2 separate regions of the Hordeum vulgare genome follow, and region 1 is linked to region 2. Evidence: chromatin contacts called from public Hi-C data. All regions are on one chromosome and are shown on one strand. The core of a region is the stretch at or near the end of the contact, and the rest is flanking DNA. Distances in the headings are between cores, read along the strand shown.

Region 1 (6,781 bases), core at 524-3,023, 140 kb before region 2:
GAAATCCAGCGGCGGCTGTCGTCTCAGCTCACCACATCACTGGCTAGAGCACTCCTACACGGGAGGATTTTGGCCTCATTTGCCGACATCGACTTCTAATCTATTACTGTACTACGTCCTCTTGTCATAAACGTTGTTGGCCCATCTAAATTGCATATTTTTTTGGCAACATAGATGGTACGCTAGTACTCTTCGCTGTATCTTATCGTCGTTGCCGACTTGCAACATTCACGGCCTCACGGTGATTGCACGTTCTGACTTGTGGCACGATGCGGATTTTGATCATTTTTGTAAGGATGGCAAAACTTCAGAAATAAAGTTGCTACTTTTTGTGAGGAACTCTGGGATCCAATCCAAAGCACTCCCGGAAAAGAAAAGGGAGGAGGTGATGGATAGAATAGAAGGCGCGGCACGCCACGCACGTGCACGTACGTACCTGAGCTGGGTGGTGTGCACGAGCTTGCCATACATGGAGATGGGCGCGTCCATGTCGTCGTTCTCGTACAGCCTCCCGGGGTCGTCCACCCTGGGGACGCGGCGCTTCCGGACGGCCGCGGCGACCACCTGCGCGAGCCGCGTGAACGGGCTGCCGGCCGGGTCGAGCCGGCGGTACATCGGGTACCCGCCGACGAAGGCGACGACGGAGACGCCCATGCAGAAGGCCGGCACGCCGAGGCCCCATCCCCACCCCACGTTGTCCTGCACGTACACCACCGCCGTCACGGCCACCAGCTGCGACGCGCCGTTGCAGAAGTAGTACCAGTTGAAGAAGCCCCACGTCCGCGCGCGCTCCGCCGTCTGCGACTCGTCGAACTGGTCGGCGCCGAACGCCACGATGCACGGCCGGTACCCGCCGGCGCCCACCGCGTTCAGGAGCAGCGACACGTAGAGCACGGCGAGCTGCCATGGCAGCGCCTGCTCGCACGCGCCCCCCGCCGCCTCCGCGGCCTTGCACGGCGCCGGCCGGAACTGCGGCAGCGCGGCCGACACCGTCAGGAGGGCCATCCCCTGCGAGGTCATGCAAGAAGAAAGCACCAGCGTCAGTCACGCACGCTTCAGCTCTGCTTCATATGGGTGTCGGCACGGCATGTACGTGGTGTGCGGCGTGTACGTACGAATTGGTAGACGACGGAGGCGCCGGCGATGGTCCAGAAGCGGCCGATGCAGGCGTCGGCGAGGTAGGCGCCGATGAGCGGGGTCATGGCGGAGGTACCGCCGAAGTTGGTGAGCGTGGTGGCCGCCTTGGCCAGCGGCATGTGCATCTGCTGGGTGAGGTAGGTCAGCATGTTCGTCGAGAAGCCCACCACGGCAAGCTTCTCCGCCACCTCGTTGGCTGCAGGGCACGAGCCCACCGTCGACACACAGTTTAATCTTAGGACAAGCAAGGCAGTCAAATTGGAATCTGTTTGCAAGAATTTGCTCACCAAAGATGAAGGGCATTGTTCTTAGGCCGCCCTTCCTCTTGCTCTTCTTCCCATCCATGGCCGCCTCAACCGCCATTGTTTGCGCCTGTGGTGGTAGCGGCGCGGTGGTGCACTCGGTTGTACTACATGCAGCCACTCCTCGCTGCATCGTGAATTTGTGGTGGTATACGTAGCAGCAGCTTGGCTTCACATATTTATAGCTAAGCTAGCTGCCAGTGCCAGTGCCATGCCACTACCCACTAGACTGCACTACTGCAAGCTCTGAGGCTAATTTACACGAAATAGGAAAAACTGCGGGACAACAATCTGAGGTTAATTTGCAGTATTTATTTATATGTGGTTTTTTGGGCACTTGGAATAGACGGCTGTTTCTGCTACTGGCTAACTGCCATTGCAAGTCCCCTTTCTTCTGGATTCCTTTTCACATTTCCGAACTAGGGGCTAAGGACTTCACATGTGTGATGCGTCTATATCACAACGAGATCTTGGCAAATAGCTAGGCAGTGGCAGGACCAGTCCTAACTGAGATAGACTGGAACAGGAACGTTAAGAGCATGTCTAGCAGACTATAAAGCCGACCCTATAAAGCCGACCCGCAAAAGTGGTTTACAGTTCGCGAAAAACGTTTTTTGTGAGATGACGCGAGCGCAGACAGAAGCAGACACCCTTCCTTCAAAAAAATGGACCCGTATAAAATAATATTCGTAGAAGATGCTATTATACGGGTCGTTAATGCGGGGTCTGTTCGAGCGCCACCACGTCAACCCGCAAACAGAAAACCTCCGAGTAAAACATAGTTGAAATTTGACAGCGATTCTGGCAAATGAGTTCGAATTTAAACAATAAAACATAGTTCGTGCGCGAAATGAAAGCATAGTTTTAAAAACAAACGCAAAAGGACTTCATGCATCCTGGTCGCTCTTCAGTCTGCACCATTGAGGTCATCGCCGCCCCCGAATCCATCGCCTGCATTTGTTCCTACTCCGACACTTGTCCCTACTCCGGCATCGAAATTATCGGTTCCGATTCCAGACAAGAAACCATCGCCGCCATTGTAACACGGAAGCATCCTCCTCTTCAAGATTTCTTTCCTTGTCATATTATGTCATTCTTTGCTGATGTCGTCCATTTCATTATGGTTCAAAGTCATGATCCTATTCTCTTCAGCAAGAAGATTGGCCATGGTTTTGTTCTCAACGACACATGATTTTCTCTCCTCAACCTCCTTGAGCAATTTCCACCGCTAGCAATACCTCATTTGATTACAGCATGGCATCTATCTTGTCCCGCAAGGTCGATGCTTCGTGTTCCCTTTTGATCTTCTCCTTTGTCTTTTTGTCACCATCGGGCTTGTTCAAGTTTCTTGGGCCATCCTCATCTTCATCTTCATCCATGTTAGTAAATGAACCTCTCTTCAGTGGGGATTCTCTGTCAATCAACTTTCACTTGTCACAACTTTTGAGCAATTCCCAACAATGCTTTATTTTAAAAAAATTTGTCTTCGGAAGCTTCCATGTCTTTGTACCGTTGTTGGGCGATTTTTTCCTACACAATTAAAACAAAGTCAAACAGATGGAATCATTTCACATTATGCAAACTGATGGAATCATTTCACATGAACCCACTCACATACTCAGATTCCACGTTTCCACTTGGAGGAGCATTGCGAACTTGTTCCAAGTAAGCTGCCCAACGGCTACAAGTCGGCTTGATCACGTCCCAACGACCTTGGAGTGACCGAAAGGTCCGTGTTGTCCTGTTGGGATACTTGTCCATGAATTGGAAATATTTATCTTCAATTCTTTGCCAATACATCTTGGCGGTTTTGGACACACCCGTCCAAGGATCCATAGACACCGTACTCCAAACCTTAATCAGGATTTGATCTTCCAAGATCGTGTAGTTCTTCGATCTCATGCTTTTTTTTGCTTGTGATTGCTGATACGTCCCCTCATCTACCTTCTCCGCCTCATCTTCACCACAATGGTCATCAACGGTACCCTCCAATTCATTCTAATCGAAACCAGCGACCGGGGATTGATTGATGTCGACGACATTCATGGCCAACAAGTTCACGAACTCGACATCGACATTGTTCGAACCACTTCTACATTGAGTGAAAGCACATCACGACCTACCATAATGGCGAAAAAAGCAAAAATAAGTGAGCGAAGACGAATACCTTCCGAGCCTTTCATCGAACACCTCGTCTGTGGTGGAAGCAGCGCTGTAGATAGTCACCAACAAGGAACGTCTTGCCGGGGTGGATGGAGTGGAAGAAGGTTTTTCCGTAGGAACCTTCTTGCGCTTCACGCCCGAAACCTTGCTCATCTTCCCCGCCGGTGGCCGGGAAGATCGCACAATAGCAGTGGTGCCCGGCGCGGCTTCCCTTCCGGCTGGGACAACCGGAATTCTGCCCTGCACAACAACGTTGCCTTCCCGCTTGCGGGCTGGCGCGTTGGGGACTAGCACGATAGCAGGGGCGACATGGCCAGCGCGAGATCCGCCGTACGGGATTGCGCATGCGCGACCTCCACGTCGATGAGAGCCGCCGGTTGGAAGGCTTCTATGGCGGCGAAGAGTGGCGGAGAAGAAGGTTCGGAGCGCACTGTGGGCGGGGCAACGACTACCGAGGAGGGGGAGCGGGGACTGGCCGCGCGGAATTTTCCCTTGTGCCAAATCTCATTACGGATAAGGGGCGAGCTCGGGTCGGCCTCCCACCCCGTGAATCTGAAGGTTGAGGGCAAACTTTTGCGGCGCCCCGCAAATTGTTTTACGCGCCGGACGCGTTTGTGGTGTGTGATATGACAACTTTTTTTGCCCTGACCCGTATTTTGGCGGTTATTTTGCGTGTCGGGGCATTATACGGGGTCTGCTAGAGATGCCCTAAGAGCATCTACAGCCTCGGACCCTTCAAACCCTTCTAAAACGTCTGGGCACGCCGCCCGGTCACTGTCCGATCACAAAAATTTGACCCAGACGGGACTTTCAAACCGATCTCAAACGCCCGGGCTGACCAGCACCCCCCATTTCTAGCCCAAATATGAGGCAGATATGGAGGAGCCCGAACACACCCTCCACGTCGGACCCGACAGCCCGACCCTACCTCAAATTGCACCAATTCCTCCAAACCACTCCTCCTCCCGCCGCCTGCCAACATTTCTCGCGCCCGATCCCTTTCCGTCCAGCACCCTTGCTCTCCATCCTCACCACCTGTCGCAATCCATCGTCATGATGTCTTCCAACCCGTCCCCAACCGCCACGACGGAGACGCAATCCGTCTCGTCCGTAAGCAGCCCTTCCTCCGTTTCCTCTTGCAAGCCAAAGAACATCGCCCATAAGACGCGCCATCGCCGACAACGATAGAGGGAGTTGGCGGCACAGGTAGATGCGGACGTTGTTGACGAGATGTCTCCCCCGGTGCGCCAGGCTCCCTGGCCCCATCCATGCAAGCGAGGCACAGATTGTGCCGTCCGGCATTGTCGAGACCGAGGAAGAGGATGAGACGGTAGGTTGGACCCTTCCGGAGAGCTTTCCGGCCACGCAGCAGCTGTCGGTCCATGAGTCTGAGTCCCTACAGCTCGTTTGAAAGCGGGTGAGCATGGGCAACCCCACCGCCCGTGCTGCACTCGACATGTTCAACGAAATGTCTCAACAAGACCGGGTACGTTTGCTCCTATTCGATCTAATGGTTAATGTTTCGTATAGTTCATTAGTTCGCACATGATGATTGCTTGCAAACCATGAACATGTAGGATCATACTTGGTAAGTATGATCAATGAGAATGAAGATCCGACCCATGTGGAATATGAAATGGAGGAGACGACCGCATTTGTGATTGGGGCAACATCCGATCCCAATCCTACCAAGAAGAAGAAGAAGGACAAGATGACGAAGGCAAGGGGGCTTGTTTTCTCAAATTGGAGGACATCTTGTTAGTAAAATCTTGGTTGAAGACAACATTGGATCCAATAAGTGGCACCGAGCAAAAGGGGAGCACATATTGGAAGAAGATTTGGAAGAACTACCATGAACGAAAGGAATATTTGGAGCCGCATCCTATCGTGAGCACCCGCAATGTGGCATCTCTCCAACGTCGATGGGGTTCATTCAAGGACAAGTCAACAAGTACGTCGGTTACTAGTCACAAGTGACCAAACGGTCTCAAAGTAGGATGGGAGTGCCAACTCATGTAAGCTTGATTGCCTCATCTTATTGTCATTTCAATATGTTGGTGTGTTTTTCATTCTTGTGTTCATACGTATGTTGTATGATAGGTGGCGGTGGCCACTTTGTATCAAGAGATCGAGAAGAGGTCATTTTCTTTTACCCATTGTTGGATCTTATTGGATAGCAATCAAAAGTGGCAACAAGTTGTGGCTGACCTCAAGGCCGGAAAGAATAGGAATGGTGGCTCAATCTCCCACCAATTCGGTGGGTTGGACGATGATGACGATGATGCTGTCGTCACCAATGGAAAAGCTACCGTGCCAAAGGATAACCGGCTACTCATGGGAACTAAGCGGGAGAAGGCAAGGATCTCCCGTGACACCACGACTACAAAAATATCGTCCACATGGACGGGATTTTTTTTGGCAAGGGAGAGCAAGAAAGAGGAGAGGTACAAGCTTATGTTGGATGCGCAAAGGGAGAGGATGGAGTGGGATCGGACGAGGGCAGAAAGGCGACTTGAAATTGAGAGGGAGAAAATCGAGTTGGAGAAGCAAGAGGCGGCGATCAAATGGGAACCCTAGAAGGCCAAGACATTTTGAGATATTGAGCTAGAGAAGTAGAGGTTGCAACTCTCACGCGACGTTGAGGAAGAAAAAATGATGCTCGAGGATGAATCCACTTTGGATGAACATGCCACAAAATGTCTTGTGGACAGGAAGCAGGAGATTAACGATCGTAGAGCGTTGGAGGCACGCGGCGATCGTTGCCAGGATGCACGCGGAAGAGGCGGCCTGGATGCACGCGGTGATCATTGCCAGGATGAGAGGCAAGCCGGATGCATGCGGAGATGGATGTCCAGGCAGAGCAGGACACATGGACGAACTCGTCCTGCGAGTGATCCAACATCACTTATCGGTCGGGCATTGATTTCATTTTGCCATGTCTGTTTGGTTGAACTATGATATCATTTGCATTTGTTTAAAACTGTTGAATCCGGACAATTTGTATTGGGTGATCGATGTGCATGGCTTTGTTTGTATTTGAGAGTCCGGATATGAGGCATGTGGATGCACGAAGCGAAATATAAGGGGCCGTCCCGATGCGTCCGCTGGTGTGCTCGGACACGTCTGTGGACGTATAGGGGACGGTGTTAGAGCATATTTCTCTGTATGTGGTTTTTGTA
Region 2 (6,949 bases), core at 1,342-3,841:
TATGTTAATCAATAATAATGTAGCTTCTAATAGAATGAAATAAAGGCTCTGAAATGGGCTCACGATGCAGTTACTGCAGCAGCTGGAGTATCAGAAACAGCTGAAGGCTGTGCACTGGGAGGCGCCCTACAAATGAAAAGAAATAAATAAGATAAACAGAAGGTTCCAACACATAAGTTGAAAGCATTGATAACTCACGGTTCAGATGCAGCAACAGGTGCTTGTGAAGGTGGTGATCTTGCAGCTGAGGCAACAGGGACAGGTGGAGTAGCAGCAGCAACTGGGGTAGCAGGTTGAGACTAGCGTAATGCAAGAAATTAAATATTTCTAGTAAGATAATTAGATGTTGATAAAACAAGGGTCACCCAAACAGAAGACAGGGTAATATTATGCGATGTAATTATATGATGAAAATACAATTTTGTTCTTATATGAGCTAAAGTGAACTGCGTTCACAGAAGGCAAGATAGTTATGATCACAGATGTCCCACCTTCTTGCTATCTAGTAACACAAACATCTTTCAGGTTCACTAATCTAACCTTCTTCAATTTGAAGGGCCCACAAATAACCCTAACACAAAAGAGGGATATGACATGGCAGAGCATTGGTGGCATGGCTAGCATACCGTTTGCATGTATGCTGGTTGAAGCTAAAAGGTGGAATAAAGAAGCATAAAATACAACAACAAAAAAAGGAAAACAGTGTGGAATCAACACAAAATTAGAAAGGAGAAAGATAGTGACACTGCCAGGCAGAGAATACATTTGGTACCAAATAGTGCTAGGTTGTGTTTGGTTGGTGTCCCAAACTAACCTTGACAAAAAAATTGCTGTAAATCATATTTTGATCTTCGTTTGGTTTGTTGCCAAAAAATTGCTTGTCAATGAGTGTCCACCCATCCCTCTTACATATTCATGCCAAGTAAATGATCAAGTGAGAGTGGAGGATTACTTGACAAAAAAATAGCAAGCCAATTCTTGCCATAATTTGTTAGAGCTAGATGGGGGCATGAATCAAACATACCCTTAAACTAGGGAAAAATAAATTACAAAGGGTTGGTGGCTAAATATATATTTAGCTTTTTTGCACAGCAGGAGATAAGAACCAACTACAATAATAGGTAGATCTGATAAAAACGTATCAACCCAAAATACCTGACTAACAGGTGCCTTTGAAGCAGAAGAAGCGCCACTAGATGACGCCTTAGGCTACAAGATAAATGCATACAGGATAAGTTACTAATATCCAGATCAAAAGATAACAAAAGAACATTATAAGTGCAGAATGGAGACATCACTGAGAGCATACAAATGTTGAATCAGCATGAATGATATCACCAAGACCAATATTTATTGATTCATCCAATTAGAAGGCTAAAAAACTAGAAACACATCATAATACAATGGCTGAATTAAACATGCAAGGGAAATTCAGAATGTGTAACAGAGTGCATAATTGCATGCCTATGATTATAGCACCACCTTTTAATGATTTGAGAAGTGCCAAACAAAAGAACATTAGAAGTGCTTTTGTGCTTGACAAAAGAACATTGGAAGTGCAGAATGGAGACATTACTAAGAACATACAAAATGTACTCATCAATGACCTATGCATCCATGGCATTCAGGCATTGTGACTAAAATAGGCTACAATGTCAAGCTTAGTAACATACAAAAACGGTCCAATTTCCATTCAAACCACTCAAGGGTCTGGCAAAAATTCTTTGAGAGTTGGAGAACTGAGCATTCAAATTCAAACTAACGGGACAGGGAGCATCAAATACCTTAGACAGCATTATAACAAGGAAACTGTTCTCTGCAACCTTGTTAGCATCCAGAGTGGTATCATCCTTGAGAATTTTTCCTTGATATATGATCATCAGCTGATCCGCAGGGTACACATTCTGCCCCTGAGCACTCTCGATGATTCTCTTGACCTCACCCACCTGTGAAACGGAGCAAACCCTCGACAGGTTAGTACTAGTGAAGCAAAACATCAAGCATTGCAGGCCCAAACAATTTGGCTACAGCAGATAACAGAATTCCCAAAAAAATCCCGCACATATCGACTACTGCTGCTAACGAGCAGTATTCAACCGTTCAATTCAGAGCACCCAGTCGATGTAAAATTACAGGCATCGGCGCCCCAACAACCCCAATACCCAAGTCGGGCCCGATCCGCACCACGACATCCACCTGCCCCCATACACCAGCAGAGCCGAGCAGCGACTAAACCCTAGATTCAGATTTTCAGAAACGCGACATCGCCGCACGAGCGCCTAATCACGGTGCGAGGCCGCGCCCTAATCGCGCCGAGACGCACCGAATCAAGCCAATTGCCAGGGAATTGCGCCGAATCGCGCGCGATTGGAGAGGGGAAAGAGAGGGGAGAGGGATCGTACCGAGGACTCGGGGGTCGCCTCGATCTCGAAGCTTGTGCCCTTGAGGGTCTTCACGTTGAGCTTCATCTCGGCTTCCCTTCCAACCCACTCACTCGACTCTCGCGGTTATCCCTATCTGCGACTCTCGCTTCGCCTCGAGGGTTTTCGCCTTGACTTCGGACTCGCGAGGGAGGGGAGGACGACGGAGGCGCACGGGGGAAGTGAGTTTATAGGGGGAGGAAAAAAATCTGGAGCCGTAACCAAAAAGATATCCGATCAGATGGATGATGGAGGATGCGGTGTCCGGCTGCTGTCCCTGACGCGTGGGGCCTGGGCCAGGTTGCCAGTGGGAGGGCCACGGGTGTCTAATCGGTAGACCGACAGCGGGGTGCGAGGCGGTGGGCAGTTCGGCTGCTCCGCCGCGGCGTGTGGGCGGATCTGCGTGCGGAAGGGGTGGCGGATTACACGCGCCTGGGGTGCGGAAGAGCGGTTTGGTGTGGATTGAGCGGTGACGTGAGGGGGGTGCACTCGTGTGTTGGTAGGCGTACCGGATCCAGGAAGATACTTCCTTCGCGGGGAGGGAGATGGGCGGATGTGGAGTGCGAAAAGGTGGTTGTTGTGTTGGGTTGGAGAACAAGAAAAAGAAAGAAAATGAAAAAGCTATCTCGCGGACATCGGGTATTTGAGGATTCCAGCGAACGCGGGTTGCCGTGGGATGTGGCGCACGAATCTTGAAGCAGGTGTTGTTGCCACGTCGGATTTAAATGAGTGTTCGCTGAAACTGGCATTTGTGCGAACGGGGGACAACCTCTATCTCGGCTGACCTATTTCCCCTCTCCCACACGCCCCACTCCTCTCTCTCTCTCTCTCTCTCTTGCCTCCTCCTCGTCGGCGGGTGGTTCTCGAGGCCAGCCATAAATCGACAAAGGAACATAAGTTGTTAGAGCATATATCTTCATATGTAGTTTTGGTAATTGATGACAATTCCTATGGACTAATGGTTGCCTTAAGTTACATTTATAGGATTTGTCCATAGGCATTTTTTAAAGTTCATCTGTTGGGTTCAAGGAGTTTATATGATGACCAAGATGGTATTCAAGTTTATATAGGAATTATAGGATGCCCGGCTGGAGCGGATCGGACGGGTGCGCGTGCGTAGATCGGGACAACAGCGCGTACATCGGACGGACCTCCGGGTGGCGGATGTTTACTAAACATCCGCAGGTAGATGCGTAGCACCCCCTTTGACAACGTACAAGAGACAAACTCTATTTAGCCGATCTATCTTTTATTTTCTAGGTGCGACTATCTCTTTCCTTTAATTAGTTTAACCTGCCCACATGCACGTAAAATTCGTTGATGTCCTTTTTTTAGTGGGCTGCTACGCATCCGCCACCTGGAGGTCCGTCCGATGTACGTGCAGTCGTCCCAATCTACGCGCGTGCAGCCGTCCGATCCGCTTCAGTCGGGCACCATATAATTCCTGAAACGACGGTCGAGTTGCAGAAACTTTCATTCCTGAAACGACGGCCGAGTTGCAGAAACTTTCGCTTTGTTGCGAGAAATAAATTTTGTACCCGTTAATTCCTGAAACAACGGTCGAGTTTCAGAAACAATTTGCTTGTTGCAAAAATTTTGTTGCAACCGAGTGTTTGTTGTAGATTTTTTTCTGCAACAGTAGACAATTTTTTTGCAACAAAAAGTCATATTGCAGATTTTTTTTCTCTCCAGTTTTTTCTCTTTTGCAACACATGTGTTGTTGCGGAAATAAGTTTTGCAACACATGTAATGTTTCAGAAAAAAGAAAATAGCGACACTGCAATCCAGATACTCACCCGCACCGCCCGCCATCGACTTCAGAGTTCGGCCTCCGCTCTGTTTGGCCCAGCGCACGGGACACGTGTCGTGCACACAAGGAGGCGGATGGAAAATGTCCGTTCTGCCCGATGATTAGCATCATTTTCCTTTTTTTTTATGAAGGCATGATGATTATAGTTCCTATTCAAGCCTACTCAGCCAACATATAATTCATGGGAAAAAACAAAGCAAGAACCCATCTATTCCATATCCCGCTCCCCTTAGTGTAGTCCTTCCTAATGACGATGCCCGAGTCTGAGTGGCCCTTCCCCTTCAAGAAAAAAAACTGTGAGTCTTACTTAATCAAAATACCTCATGAATAATCTCTAGCCATTAATTAGAATTACATAGTCCAACGAGCAGGACATCTCTCTTCTCCGCGTCTTCCACAATATATCTCACATGCACGACATCTCTCAGTCATATTCTTTTCTCTTTCTATCAACGTTGCCGGCCTGCAGCAATCACGACTCTCTTCATCCCCTCCCTGTTGCCTTCTGCTTAACCTCCTGTTGTCTCTCTCCTCCTCGGATTTCCCTGGAATTGCAAAATACACAAACACCATTCTCCATCTCTCAGTAATGGCCTCAGTCCAAGTTCATTGCCTAAGCAGCGTCCCCGTCCTCTTTTCTTACACCGGCCCGTATTTGCATACAATGAACTTGAGTATCTATTTTAATATTGTTGGAAAGTGCATAAGTCATTTTGGAGCACTAGATGGTTTGTTCAATCCACTTCTCTACGTTTTCAAGAAAAAAAATACAATTTTGCGACTTGGATCTGTTCTTTTATTTTTATGATCTCATGCCATGATCCAGTTTGATATGTTCATCTTAGAAGCACATGTTATGTTTTCTCCTGATGGAATTGTTTTCTATAGTAATTTTTTCAGATAAGGAGTGTATATATGCAGTCAGAAGATCAACATGGTGACACCTTAACAGTATTCATTCGAAGCAACATCTCATGCATTGATCCAATTTGATATGTTCATCTTAGACGCACATGTTATGTTTTCTCCTGATGGAATTGTTTTCTATAGTGATGTTTGCAGATAACGAGTGTATATATGCAGTCAGAAGCTCAAGAGGTGACACCTTAACAGTATTCATTCGAAGCAACAAGGAAGTTAACCTCTTGGTTGTCCTTCCTCATATTTTTTCTACTTGATTATTTAAATGTATTTCCTTTGCTAAATGGATGTGCTAAAAATTAAGAACATAGATGAGTTTATTTTTGTATAGTTATGTAGTGTATTGTAAGAATGTAAGGTACTGGGACTTGCTTAGTAAGAGAAGCCACATAATTAAGTTCTAACTCGGCAGTACTAAGAAATTCAAAGAAATTATATGTATAGATTGGTTCCATGAGATTAAACTGTATGTTTGTTGTAGTTGATACCTATGTTATAACTGCATGTATAGACTTTAGTATAAAAGCATCTTGAACAACTTTTTATATGTTTGCCTTTATGCATACAATATATCGTAAATGACATAATATAAATGTTTCTGAGTGTACTTGGCTGTTTGCACGTTTTGTTGCTATAATTTGGATATCTGGCCATAGCATATAGAATTTTGTATCATGCTAACTTGGTGACTTGGGTTGCTTTTCCTACCCAAAGTTCTATTGGTTGTACAATACTATCATGACGGTGCAAGGAGTGTAATGGAAGTTGTCCCCTATTGATGCGATTCTTATTTTTCATAAGTTATATTGCTTTTATTGACTAATTAATTTGCTGTATTGGTTAAATATAGTTGGTAAAAGGTAGCAAAATAGTTGACAGGGTAAAAGAGCTTCTGTGCATGTAATCCATCGGTACTACAATTTTCAGCATTCAATGGAAGCTTACGTATAGCATTGTCAAGCATAGGTGAGCTTATACAATTTTCCATTGAATGCACAATTTTGCTACCTTATACGTATAGGTGAGCTATAAGTGAGCTTATACAATTTTCTAGGTAACAAAATAGTATACAATTATAGTAGTGAGCTTATACAATTTTCAGCATAGGTAAGCTTAAACAACTAGGCTCCCCTATGCTCACCTAAAACAACTATCCTAGAATTTTTATATGTTCGGTTAAAAGAGCTTCTGTGCATGTAAACCTAAAACAACTAGGCTCACCTATGTGCACCAACAACTTATGCTAAGTAAGATAAACAACTAAGTGACAGTGAGATATATGAGAAGAAACAATATGGCTATCACAAAGTAAAGTGCACAAGTAAAGGGCTCGAGTAAGAGACATCCGAGGCACGCTGAGACGATGATGTATCCCGAAGTTCACACCCTTGCGGATGCTAATCTCCGTTTGGAGCGGTGTGGAGGCACAATGATCACCAAGATGCCACTAAGGCCACCGTAATATCCTCACGCCCTCGCACAATGCAAGATGTCGTGATTCCACTCAGAGACCCTTGAGGACGGTCACCGAACCCGTACAACACAAGGTTGGGGCAATCTCCACAACTTGATTGGAGGCTCCCAATAATACCACGAAGCTTCACCACAATGGTCTGTGGCTCCGAGATGTCCTCAAATGCTCGGGGCCATCTCCACAACCTAATTGGAGACCCCGACGCTTGGATAGCCCTTGTCGTCCTGAATCCAACAAGCTTGGGTTTGCTCGATTCGGAGCTCGTTTGCGAAAGTTATGGCTGTTTCAGTGGCGAGCGGTAGTACCGCTGGACCTAGCGGTAGT

Evidence for each region. Hi-C and Micro-C count contacts between places; a contact is called where the count stands out from the background.
Region 1: a Hi-C map of leaf shows a contact between it and region 2, with 2.9 times the contacts expected there. The contact joins the promoter of LOC123408454 here to the promoter of LOC123407404 in region 2. A contact is called at or near these places in 4 of 6 Hi-C or Micro-C datasets (leaf and seedling).

What each region holds. Positions count from the first base shown.
Region 1 is chr7H:114,953,368-114,960,148 of MorexV3_pseudomolecules_assembly, reverse strand. LOC123408454 (protein NRT1/ PTR FAMILY 3.1-like) reads right to left here and starts at 1,773. Exons shown (of 4, transcript XM_045101563.1): 1 at 1,425-1,773; 2 at 1,116-1,333; 3 at 437-1,008. The coding sequence starts at 1,572.
Region 2 is chr7H:114,811,731-114,818,679 of MorexV3_pseudomolecules_assembly, reverse strand. LOC123407404 (ubiquitin receptor RAD23d-like) reads right to left here and starts at 2,591. Exons shown (of 13, transcript XM_045100525.1): 1 at 2,403-2,591; 2 at 1,785-1,946; 3 at 1,156-1,209; 4 at 815-904; 5 at 199-299; 6 at 64-126. The coding sequence starts at 2,468.